Regions from separate parts of the Danio rerio genome. Here region 2 is linked to region 1. The links are chromatin contacts, called in public HiChIP or PLAC-seq maps. All regions are on one chromosome and are shown on one strand. Each heading gives the region's core, a stretch centred on a gene start, on an enhancer-like site or on the middle of the called end of the contact. The rest is flanking DNA. Distances are from core to core; before and after follow the strand shown.

Region 1 (5,365 bases), core at 1,723-4,222:
CTCAAAGCACATCAGAAGTTTTATACATTCACAAATAAGCCAAAACACACAGAACATCCCTCTAATAGTTCAATTTGGTTATTCTTTGGGAACCACATAAGAATATTCTGGGAACTCTGTAGGTTCTTGTTCAGTAACAAAAAATAAACTTCCCAGAGCATTGCACTTTTTATAACAACTGCTGAAAAAAAGATTAAAAAATTATTCCTTGGATTTACAATTTTTTTTTTTAAGTTAAGTGGTTGTAAACACCTTATTTGGGCTGAATTTAAGCAAACAAATTAAGTTGAACATTACTAAATTTAACTTGTTTGTTTAAATGCAACATTTATACATTGTTTGCAACAATTTAGCCGGTCATTTTTTTATGTGTAAATAGAAAACTATGCACTGTTAACTATTTTTGTAAATGATATATTTTACTGGACAGATATGCAGTATGCTACTGTATTTTAAAGTTGCATTTTGAAATTTACTGTATATTTTACAGTAATGAAATACAATACTGTAAATACACCAATTGAAAGATAAGTGGTGCTGTACATGTAAATACAGTATTCTTGCTAATTTACAGTAAGTTACTGGCAAACTGCTGTTGGTAAGTTACTGTAGATTCTACAGCAAATTGTTAACAGAGTGAAAACGTTCCCCTAACCTGAAGAAAAAGATCTATTTGCTTAAAGAAAGATTTTCTGGCTAAGCAACAAAGAAAAGTTTGGGAGCGTTCTGGACACCAGAAACGAGCTTTCTCTCCTAACATCTACCAAAGACTATATAATACACAAGACATGTCTCTCGTATACTTTTGAATGGGGAAAAGTCTAACAATATGACGAATGAAGCCCCGCCTTCTAGTACAGGAGCCAATCAGTGATTGCTATATGGTAATTGAAGCCCGCCTTTTAGTATAGGAGCCAATCAGCGATTGCTATAGAATGACAATTCTCCAGGGGAGGGGCTTTAACCAGACGTGAGTTTCTGCAGATTTTGTGTGATACGAACATTTAGAAAAAAACTAAATAGACAGTTGTTGTTTAAATGTATTGGTTATTCGTAGGCCCACACGAAATCTGCGCACGTAGAATTCCGCATATTTTTAGCCCATCATTAATGCTGTTTATTTACTTGAGTAAATGTGTGTAAACCTATTTTATCATTCATTCATTTTCTTGTCGGCTTAGTCCCTTTATTAATCTGGGGTCGCCACAGCGGAATGAACCGCCAACTTATCCAGAAAGTTTTTACGCAGCGGATGCCCTTCCAGCCACAACCCATCTCTGGGAAACATCACACACACATTCACACACACACTCATACACTACAGACAATTTGGCCTACCCAATTCACCTGTACCGCATGTCTTTGGACTGTGGAGGAAACCAGAGCACCCGGAGGAAACCCACGCGAACGCAGGGAGAACATGCAAACTCCACACAGAAACGCCAACTGAGCCGAGGTTCGAACCAGCGACCTTTTTGCTGTGAGGCGACAGCACTACCTCCTGCGCCACTGCTTCACCCAAAACTTATTTTATTCAGTTTTTAAATTAATTACAGTAATAATAATGACTATTATGAAAATGTTCATCTGATTCATGTACAATGCAGTTTATAAAGTAATATTTTCTGTCTTTTAGTAGATATATTATGAGACTTCCTTTGTTTACCAAATCATGTGAATCTAACTGGATTTGCATTTTAAACATTAAATAAAAGTAAAAAAAATATATTTTTATTTCACATATTAAGGTTTTAGTTATGATACTTCCAAAATTATTCCGCAGAAATTCACAGTTTTTTAACAAAACTATCCACATAAATAGCAAAAGACGTCCGCAGATTCTGTCTGGCCCTAGTACTTCGTAACATATACCTACATATACCTTATACGTTTGGCAAGTAGTTTTGGAGAATTTGATGTTTCCCATATCAGACAGAATGTCTCAGCATACTGCCCGAGAGGCGTTTCAAAGATGAATGCCGAGTTAAATGATTTGCCTTAAAGGGATTTTGCATCTCGAAAAATAAAGTGGAAAGATTACAAATAAGCACAACATTTTAACTAATTTTTCTTCCAAAACTGAAAATTTCCTCATAACTTACTTGCACTCAAGTGTTGTTCTTTCTTCTGTTGAAACCAGGTTGGATTCACTCAACATGCACTGTATAGGAACAAGAAATACAATGGAAGTCAATGGTCAAATTCTTCAGTATATCTTCTTTTGTGTTCAACCAAACAAATAAGCTCAAACAGGTTTGGCACAAGTGACGGGTGAGTAAATAATAATGGAATGTTCGTTTGTGGGTGAACTATCCCTTTAAAAACACTTACTGCTAAATAAATCATATGTTCGGCGAAACTGCTACCTCTGCTGGTAGGTAGTCGCCGATGCATTAAACGCATGCTGTGTTTTAACTCACTGCAAGAGCAGGAACCAGGCCAACATTACATCAGTGTAAACTGGTGGTGATACATGGTCATCTAACTCAAGAATGTGCTAACAGCAGGACCGCTCACTTAACATTCTTCAAGTGTTTGAGATTACAGCATTTATCTTATTTTCCAGTCACAGCACAATTGGGACTTCTCGCATTGATTTGTGAAGCCCACTCCAACAGTAAAGAGTTAATAAACACACAGAGGACAGAATTTTTTATTTCAAACGTCATACAGAAGGGCGTGATAAAAAAATCTACTCGCGTCCAAGATAAAAATCTCACGTTGCTGGGAAACACTGGACATAAATAAGCATAAAATAATGACCACACCACCACCATAAACAAAATATTGTTAAGCAGATTAGTCCCTGCTTATCCCGCTTTCAGGGGCAGTGGGCTCTTAAGTTGCCTCCGTCCTCGTCTTGGTTTCTGTTCGCTATCTCCCCAGGATCAGTGAAGGAAACGCGGGTGCGCAACAGCAGACTGCGCTTGGTACAGTGCGAACAGAACAGAGAGAGAAACTGGCAGAGCGAGGAAGAATAATGATCCCGCGCTCGTGAGAATCCGATTTTTTTGCGCCCACAGGAGAAAAACCGCAGCAATGAATAAATAAACGGGGCGGTTGTAAAACTCCAGGCGGATCGGCCAGTCGTGACCACGGAGGCTACGCACGCATGTGAGATTCGTTTCTTGTCAATTCAAGTGTATGGCCGGTCGATCGGACGCTTGATTTTGGCACCATACAAGAAGAAGAGCTGCAGCCGCATAGCCGTGCTCAGAATGCGGGCGTGAGAGACGGACTACGGCGGGGGAATTAAAGTGCAACGGTGGGCGAGTGAACGGCTCCCCCACAACAGTCTCGAGGGCCAGGGGGTGTGTGCGACTGCAGGGCACCAGCAGCATGTCGAACCGAAAACACCGGGACAACCAGGAGATCTGCGCCCGCAAGGTCCGCGAGCTCGCCCAGACGGGAGTGAACAAGCACTGCTTCGAGTGCAACCAACCCGGGGTGACTTACATCGACATCACCGTGGGGTGCTTCGTGTGCACGTCATGCTCCGGAATGTTGTGAGTTATAATACCCAAGTGCATGTGATTATTAGTGATTACAAACAGATTTGTATTAATGTTGTTATTCCTCAAACTCTGAACTGAACCTTCAGGAAATATGCAGATGCAGCGCAGTTACAGATCTCTGGTTGTGTTTACATTCATGAACACAGTCCGTAATTACTACTTTGTCGTTTTCAGGCGTGCCCCGGTCTCGCCTGCGTTACGTATCATTTCGTCATGATTTCAGGTTTGCCATCAATATAAACGTGTTTTCTGCATGTGGGCAAAGGAATGGTGTGATTCCACCTCAGTTTCAGTCTGCAACTGCACTTACTGTATACGAACAAACACATCTTGCTAGTTCTTCACTGTGCACTGAAGAAAAAAACAAACGCAGCCCGCTTCCTTTACGGTTTTGTCATTTGTTACTGCAAGAGGTTCTTGCAGGCTCTCATTTTCACAGCCCTGTCACATCCCACCCTATCGATGTTAAAAATGAAGGCAAGCCCTCATCTCTGTTTTGTGTTCACCACGCAGTTTGTGCTGTTTATTTGTGTTTCAGGAGAGGACTCAACCCACCCCACAGAGTTAAGTCTATTTCCATGACAACCTTCTCCCAACAGGAAGTGGAGTTTTTGCAAAACCATGGCAATGAGGTGAGTGGCAGGTTTACTAGTGCACAAGTCAGACCGCTTGGTGGTCAAAGACTGAAAACAAATCTTCAATATGAACCCTTTTCTCATTTCCAAGGTTCAAAGAGCAAGTTAGGGTAAATGTCTATTCTCAGTGTGAGAATTATACTTTGACCATGCAAGCGGGGTCAACTTTTTCGATAGTAGTTTGGTCATATATGCTTCAGTGAATCAAATGTATGAATGTATTTAAATGGCATCTAATTTATTAATAAAATGTCCACGTTTTCAGTGTTTTGAGGGATATTTAGTGACTATCCTGGAGGTTACTGTAGGTCAAACCATAAATTATGTGTCCATTTTTAATTGTTTTAGGCTACATACAGATACAAACCCCTACTTTACAAGAAATGTGTTTTGTGAATACTTAAGATGTGCTTCACTGCTCTAGAGCTGCCAGTTTCAGAGTGTTGAATGATATTTTTCATGGCATTGATTGGCAAGATTATGTATTCACAATGGTATGAACTGTACTGGGGGGTGTCAAATGTATATTTATATTATATTACTATGATATTATAATTATCCTTTTATCCTTTTAATTATTAATATTTAAGATATAGTTCAGAGATCAGAGAAAGCCATTTGTTACTATTAGGTTAGCGAACTTGAGATGCAGAGAGGAGTTGACAAAGATGAGGAGGTTTGTGTCTGAAGAAAAACGGTTCCAGAAAGCCAATAATACCCCCCCCAAAAAAAATAAATAAATAAAAATAATACAAGTAATATAACATTGTGAGAATATGGAAATATCAGGGGGCCTTTTTTTCTGGATTGCTTTTCAAAACACTGTCGGTTGGGTTTAGGGAAAGGTTTGGGTGGGAAAAATCAGTCGGTTGGTCCGTCAGCTAGTTGACAACAGCCTCTGGTGGATTTACGCAAGAAGAAGGGGCACGAATGGCACTCGTGAGAAAAATTTGAGATCTCAAAAAGCGTACACAGCAGTGGATTTGCAAAAACAAAAACTGCAAAAAACATACCTCCTGTGATGTATTTGGCACTCTCTAGAAATGTATGTAGGGCTACGTTTTTAGAATGAGTCTGGGTTGAAAGATAAGCTACGATCCAGCTTTACCTCGAAACACCCAAGATGCTCATTGTAGAGCCATTCATGAAACTCCCATGTATCAACAGTTCACCTGCTTATTGTGGACTTTCAAACCTGTTTAATTTGGATATGCT
Region 2 (5,365 bases), core at 1,249-3,748, 130 kb after region 1:
TTGGAAAATTTAGTGGTTGAGAAGTGTGCATTAGAACCAACAAACCTGCTGATGGAGGATCCCACTTTTGGCATTTGACTTAGGTTGTGTAAGGCTGAAGTCCACCTCTTGGATGTTTCTGACTGAACTTCCTCAAGTGGTAATTCCTTGTATGCCTTTTTAAGGTGTTTTTGCAGAAAAGCTGCTCCATTATTTGAAGATTCAGTGCCACTCCTGGCTTCAGCTTGACCTTGAACATCATACTTCATGTTACTTCCACCCTCTTTAAAGGAGAGCTGTAGTCTGTTATTAAAGGAGTCTGTCAGATCAGGATCTGGTTGTTTGTCTTGGCTTGTTTTGAAGTCCTCAAACTGGAAAAGCATTTTTTTAAACTGGTCAGAAATTAAGGGCTCTTGAATGGTACTTGGATGAGCAGCAACATATTGCATATTCAATAAAGAGTTTGTGATAGGTTTCTGTTCAAAGTGCACTTTGGATTTTTGTAGAGATGTTGGGACAAAACCTTTAAAAGCATATGGCTTTTTAGGAGATATATAGTATGGATGGTTTTGATCTGTGGATACAGCTGAATCTTTATATGTGCCAGACGCGGATGGACTAACACTGTAAGCACTCTTTATAGTGTTGCCTGGCACGAGACTTGGCACCGGAAACTTTTTAACAAATAACGAATGGGTTATACTTTGGCCTGAAGGATTCAGATCCGTCCTATGCCGCGTGCTATGCTGACTTGTCTTCATTAGTGAATCATTTGTGATGTCTGGTAGATTAACACTCTTATCACGTTCCAAAAATAACACAGTGTTCTTTGGAAACTGTATTTGGGAGGTCAAATACGTGCCTTGCATTGATGGTTTAGATAATGCAGAAAGCTGGCTTCGGATGTTATTCTCATCTGACAGAAATTGTTTGTAAGAAAGGACACCATTGGTTGTTGACGGGATGTCAACAGATAAACCTGAAGCCACTTCATCATACTTCTGAGTGTGACGTGTTTGAATAGGTTCAACATCCTGATAACTTTGTCCAATGTTTTGGTAACCATTTTGCGCAGAAGTCAATTGAATGTCCTTTAGGGTGTAGCTGTTTGTATAAGACTTCGTATTTCCATACTCTAAGCTGTTTTGTGGATTTGCTTGTGGAATGGTGACCCTTCTAGAATCTGAATGCTTCATCTGATCAGGCTCAGAGGAAAACATCACAAGTTTTTTTAAAGGAAAGATTAGGTCACCTCTATTTGAATTTGGCCTTTTTGCAACTAAAGGTATTAGTCTTGGAACTGTGGGAATCTTAGAAAGAGATGAATCTCTCACATTCCCCAGGGAAGTTTGAGAAAGGGCTGCAGTCCCAGCAGAAAAAACATGTGGCGATGATTTGTGCACTTGTTGATTTGCTTCTAGAAAAGATAAATCTTCTATAATTGGCATGACCCTCCTCGGCCCATTTTGATTGGATTGATCAAACATGGCATTTGCATCACTTTTGAACCTCATATTATGGTTTGCATTGGAGCTTCTGGACATGTAATTAGATGAGATTCTTTCAGCATGTGCTGGTTGGACGGAGATATCTTCCCTCAAATAGGGTTCATTGAGTCGTAATGGTTGTTGACTGCCTGAATGCATTTCTGATTTAGAAATAGGCTGATATCCAAATGTCTCAGATCTATACACATTTCCTGCATGCATTCTGTCCACCGGACCTTCTATCTTCACCAGCCTTAAGCCCAGATTTGTATCACTAGAGCTCCATTGGCTCCCTGTGAAGGGATTGAGTTCCTGTTGGACTGTTTGGAAAGCATAGCTTGTTTTGGCATCATGTCCTTTATTATATTTGACGCTAGACAAATCAACAGGATTATTTCTGCTGCTGGACAAGATCTTATTTTGGTAATTCATAACATATGCAGGATCTTTTGGTTCAGTAAGTCTAAAGCTTGGGTTTTTGGCATTGCCATCGCTTTTCTGACTGTATGGGGCTGAGTTGACTCTGGGCCACTGATATTTGCTGTTAAACTGTACTAAATTGTTTAGTAGAGTGCCTTTTATTGGCTTTTGGATGGAAGAATCAGCAATGTTGAAAACTTCCAGTGCTTGCAATTTGATCTTTGGTTCATTTCCAGCGATGTCTCCTAAATGGATTGGCAATAAACCAACAATACATTTAGTTATCAATATTATAAAATAAATATTCCTATCAGTTTTAATTTGACACTTTAGTTCATACTTTACACAAAAATACTTGATTTGACGCAACAAATTATTCCAATAATACTTGTAACCACATCTTACCAAAAGACAGTCCAGGAAAACACCCAACAACAGAGTGAGTCAAACAAACCAACAGCAATCTGTATAAAAACAGGTTCATTTTAAGATTTTACTTACATAACAACAGAACCAAACCTCTATAAACTGTTACACTGAAATGGAATGTAAATGCTTACCTCAGAAAGCAATGATGAGACATGTTTAAAGCTCTATAGTGCAAGTTTTTGTCACACCTGCTCAAAATGACCCTATTAATGTGGCCTTACCTGAAACACTGACATTGTTGATCAACTTTGTTCATCATAATGAGGCCCACCTGAATGCATTTAGAGCTAAGTGCATGCAGAATTGCCCATATGCTTATTTTTATTGATTTCAGTTGTGTACATTTGCACAGCGTCAAATAAAAATGAGCACTTTTTAACAGCTGTTCATTTACATGACAAAAACCGCTTATGGAGATGGTAAACTTTTGAAAATGCACTTTATGTGCAATAATATTTCAAATATATACTATGGTTGTTTTTGTGTACCAGACCCTGTTTTTTACTACAAGAAAATGGAGTTTATGCACGAGCATGTGTTCGGTTTATAGAGGTGTATGAGAACCTGACAACCAAACAAGAGTGTTTAGATTCATGGGAACAGGATATCACTTTTACATTTATCGGCATGTGGAGTAAAATATATAACTATTTATAATTAAATAAGGCATCATGGTAGCGCAGTGGGTAGCACAATTGCCTCACAGCATGAAGGTCGCTGATTCAAGCCCATGCTGGATCAGTTGGCATTTCTGTGTGTAGTTTGCATGTTCTCCTCGTGTTTGCGTGGGTTGCTCCTGTTTCACTTGACAAAGACATGCGGTACAGGTGAATTGAAAAAGCTAAATTGGCCGTAGTGTATGTGTGTGAATGAAAGAGTGTATGGGTGTTGAGTTGCAGCTGGACATTTGCGGTGTAAAACGTGTTGGATAAGTTGATGGTTTATTCCGCTGTGGTGACCCCAGATAAATAAAGAGACTCAGTCGAAAAGAAAATGAATGAATTAAGTAACTAATATAAAATTATTTATACACACACACGGTAAACTTGTATATGTAGTTTAAAAATATTTATTTGGTACAAATGTAGCATTATACAGTAATTCAATATTTTAACTTTATAAAAATCTAATATTAAAAAATCATTTGTGATCATGAAACGAGTTTAAAAATGACACATAATTTAGGCACAATCATTTGATACAAATGTAATACTGAAAAACTCCTTAATTAAACAAATTAAAAGATACAATAAATACAACATTTCATAACAATGAATTAGAATATTTTACATTTCAAGACAGAAAAGTCATTGGGAATGTGTTCCAGGATTTTGTAACAGCAAAAAGAGCACCACAAACACGTCTACTGGCAGTGTGGTTCATTTCAGCCAAAAATGATTTTAACATGTGCTGTTGCTGTGTTTATGGGTTGTTTTGCAACAACCTCACATGTCTGTTATGGTGACGAGTCACACCCAGCTACAAACAGCCCTCATGTGCCCGAAAGGCACTGACAGTCCCACTATACATTGTGCAAACATGCGGTCCACAGCTTCCCTTTCAGAGGTGAATTGGGAATGTGCAGTAATGAGTGTCTGAGGACAGCACTAGAGTCGGTCAGCAACTTGAAATTGTCATTCACATCATGTAGCAGGACATAACCGCCAGGTCCCTCAAGTCTGCATCACTTATAGTACAATCTGAAAAAAACAAAACAAAAACACATGACAATTAGTTCTTGATGCACTCAATTCAAGTACTAAATTGACAAGTTAACCCAAAAATTCACCTGCTAAACGATAAAAGTATATTTTGATAAACGCTGAAAACCTGTAGCCATTGGAAGTCATTAATGTTTACAGGTTTTCAGCCTTCTTTTAAATATGTTCAAGAAAGAAATACAAAATATTTTGGCACAAGTGAAGGAGGCTGAGTAAATGATTTTCATTTTTGTGTGAGATATACCCTTAAGCACATTAAAAGACACCTATAGCAGGTTATCGAGGTGAAATACTCACTTATGTTCCCGTCTCCGACAACTTTTTTCCACACTTTTTTTAAGCACTTCACCAGGTGTCCCTTTCGGGTTCGTGGTGGTGGGGAAACGTCCTCTCTGGCTAGACAGGGAACTCCGGCTGGAGAAGGGACGTCTTGATGTTGTTCCTCTGCGTTTTCATCATCATCATCATCATCCTCACATTCCTGAGAGCTTCCCGCGGTTACAAGTCGCTCAAAAATGTCCTCGTCTACCGGCAGGTTGTCTTTGATTCTCGCCTCCGGCATCTCCGTGGAGTGTCGGCACAGTGGACACACTATCCGGGGCTCGTGAGTCTCCGCAGACCGGCCGATGGTCACCAAGCAGCTCTCGCAAAACGTGTGTTTGCAGCTCAGCTGTCGAGGACACCGCCGGCCGAGGTTGTAAGCTCGGTAGCAGATTCCGCACTCCGATTCTGGAAACATGTTGTCCTGTTGTTTGCGAGTTATTGAAAGTGAATAACTTACGCCGGGGACTCATTATATAGGCAGTCGCTGTGCTGAAAGCGGATGTGTGTATGTAAAACATGTGGGCGGGAGGAGTGTCTCACCCTCCCTCTCAGGGAAACCGTCTGTAGCAACAGGAATAAAGTTTATAAACAAAGTGATGTCACTGCGGCAGCAAGCGCGGTGATGTCATTACCCTAACGTGTTTCTGGCCCCCGAAACGGATGATCCCACTTCATCAAATGTTGAGTCAGACCGTTCTACGTGTCTTAACTTATTTGTTCTATTATACTATTTTAGGAAAACGAAAGTAGGAATTCCCCATTTAGTGGTTAAGATTTATGATCGAAAACACCTGTAATTCCCATAAAAGAGAAATTTGATAAGTGTCAACATTGTGAGATTCATATAGGAGGAATTCCTGTAAATGTAGCTGCTGTAGTAAATCAGATGAAGGTGATTTACCTTACCTTTAGGTGTTTTAAGGTGTGTAGAGGTAGGTTCTCTCTTTTGGTTTGTTTTGTAATGTAGGAAAATCTGTTATTTTTGCAAGTTGTAAATGTGTAATG

Evidence for each region. HiChIP or PLAC-seq counts read pairs in DNA pulled down with a chosen protein or histone mark.
Region 2: an H3K4me3 HiChIP or PLAC-seq map of gastrula embryo shows a contact between it and region 1, with 4 times the contacts expected there. The contact joins the promoter of LOC110439932 here to the promoter of agfg2 in region 1. A contact is called at or near these places in 1 of 18 Hi-C or Micro-C datasets (caudal fin) and 2 of 4 datasets of contacts at active chromatin or transcription factors (embryo and gastrula embryo).

The regions. Positions count from the first base shown.
Region 1 is chr7:20,087,321-20,092,685 of GRCz12tu, forward strand. agfg2 (ArfGAP with FG repeats 2) reads left to right here and starts at 2,973. Exons shown (of 8, transcript NM_001030238.1): 1 at 2,973-3,506; 2 at 4,054-4,147. The coding sequence starts at 3,340. It also overlaps a transcript of acap1 not described here.
Region 2 is chr7:20,216,946-20,222,310 of GRCz12tu, forward strand. It overlaps LOC110439932, which reads right to left and starts at 2,499. Exons shown (of 3, transcript XM_021477767.3): 1 at 2,447-2,499; 2 at 2,292-2,350; 3 at 1-2,131. The coding sequence starts at 2,469. si:ch73-335l21.4 reads right to left here and starts at 4,860. Exons shown (of 2, transcript NM_001386727.1): 1 at 4,334-4,860; 2 at 3,369-4,015. The coding sequence starts at 4,775. The coding sequence ends at 3,954.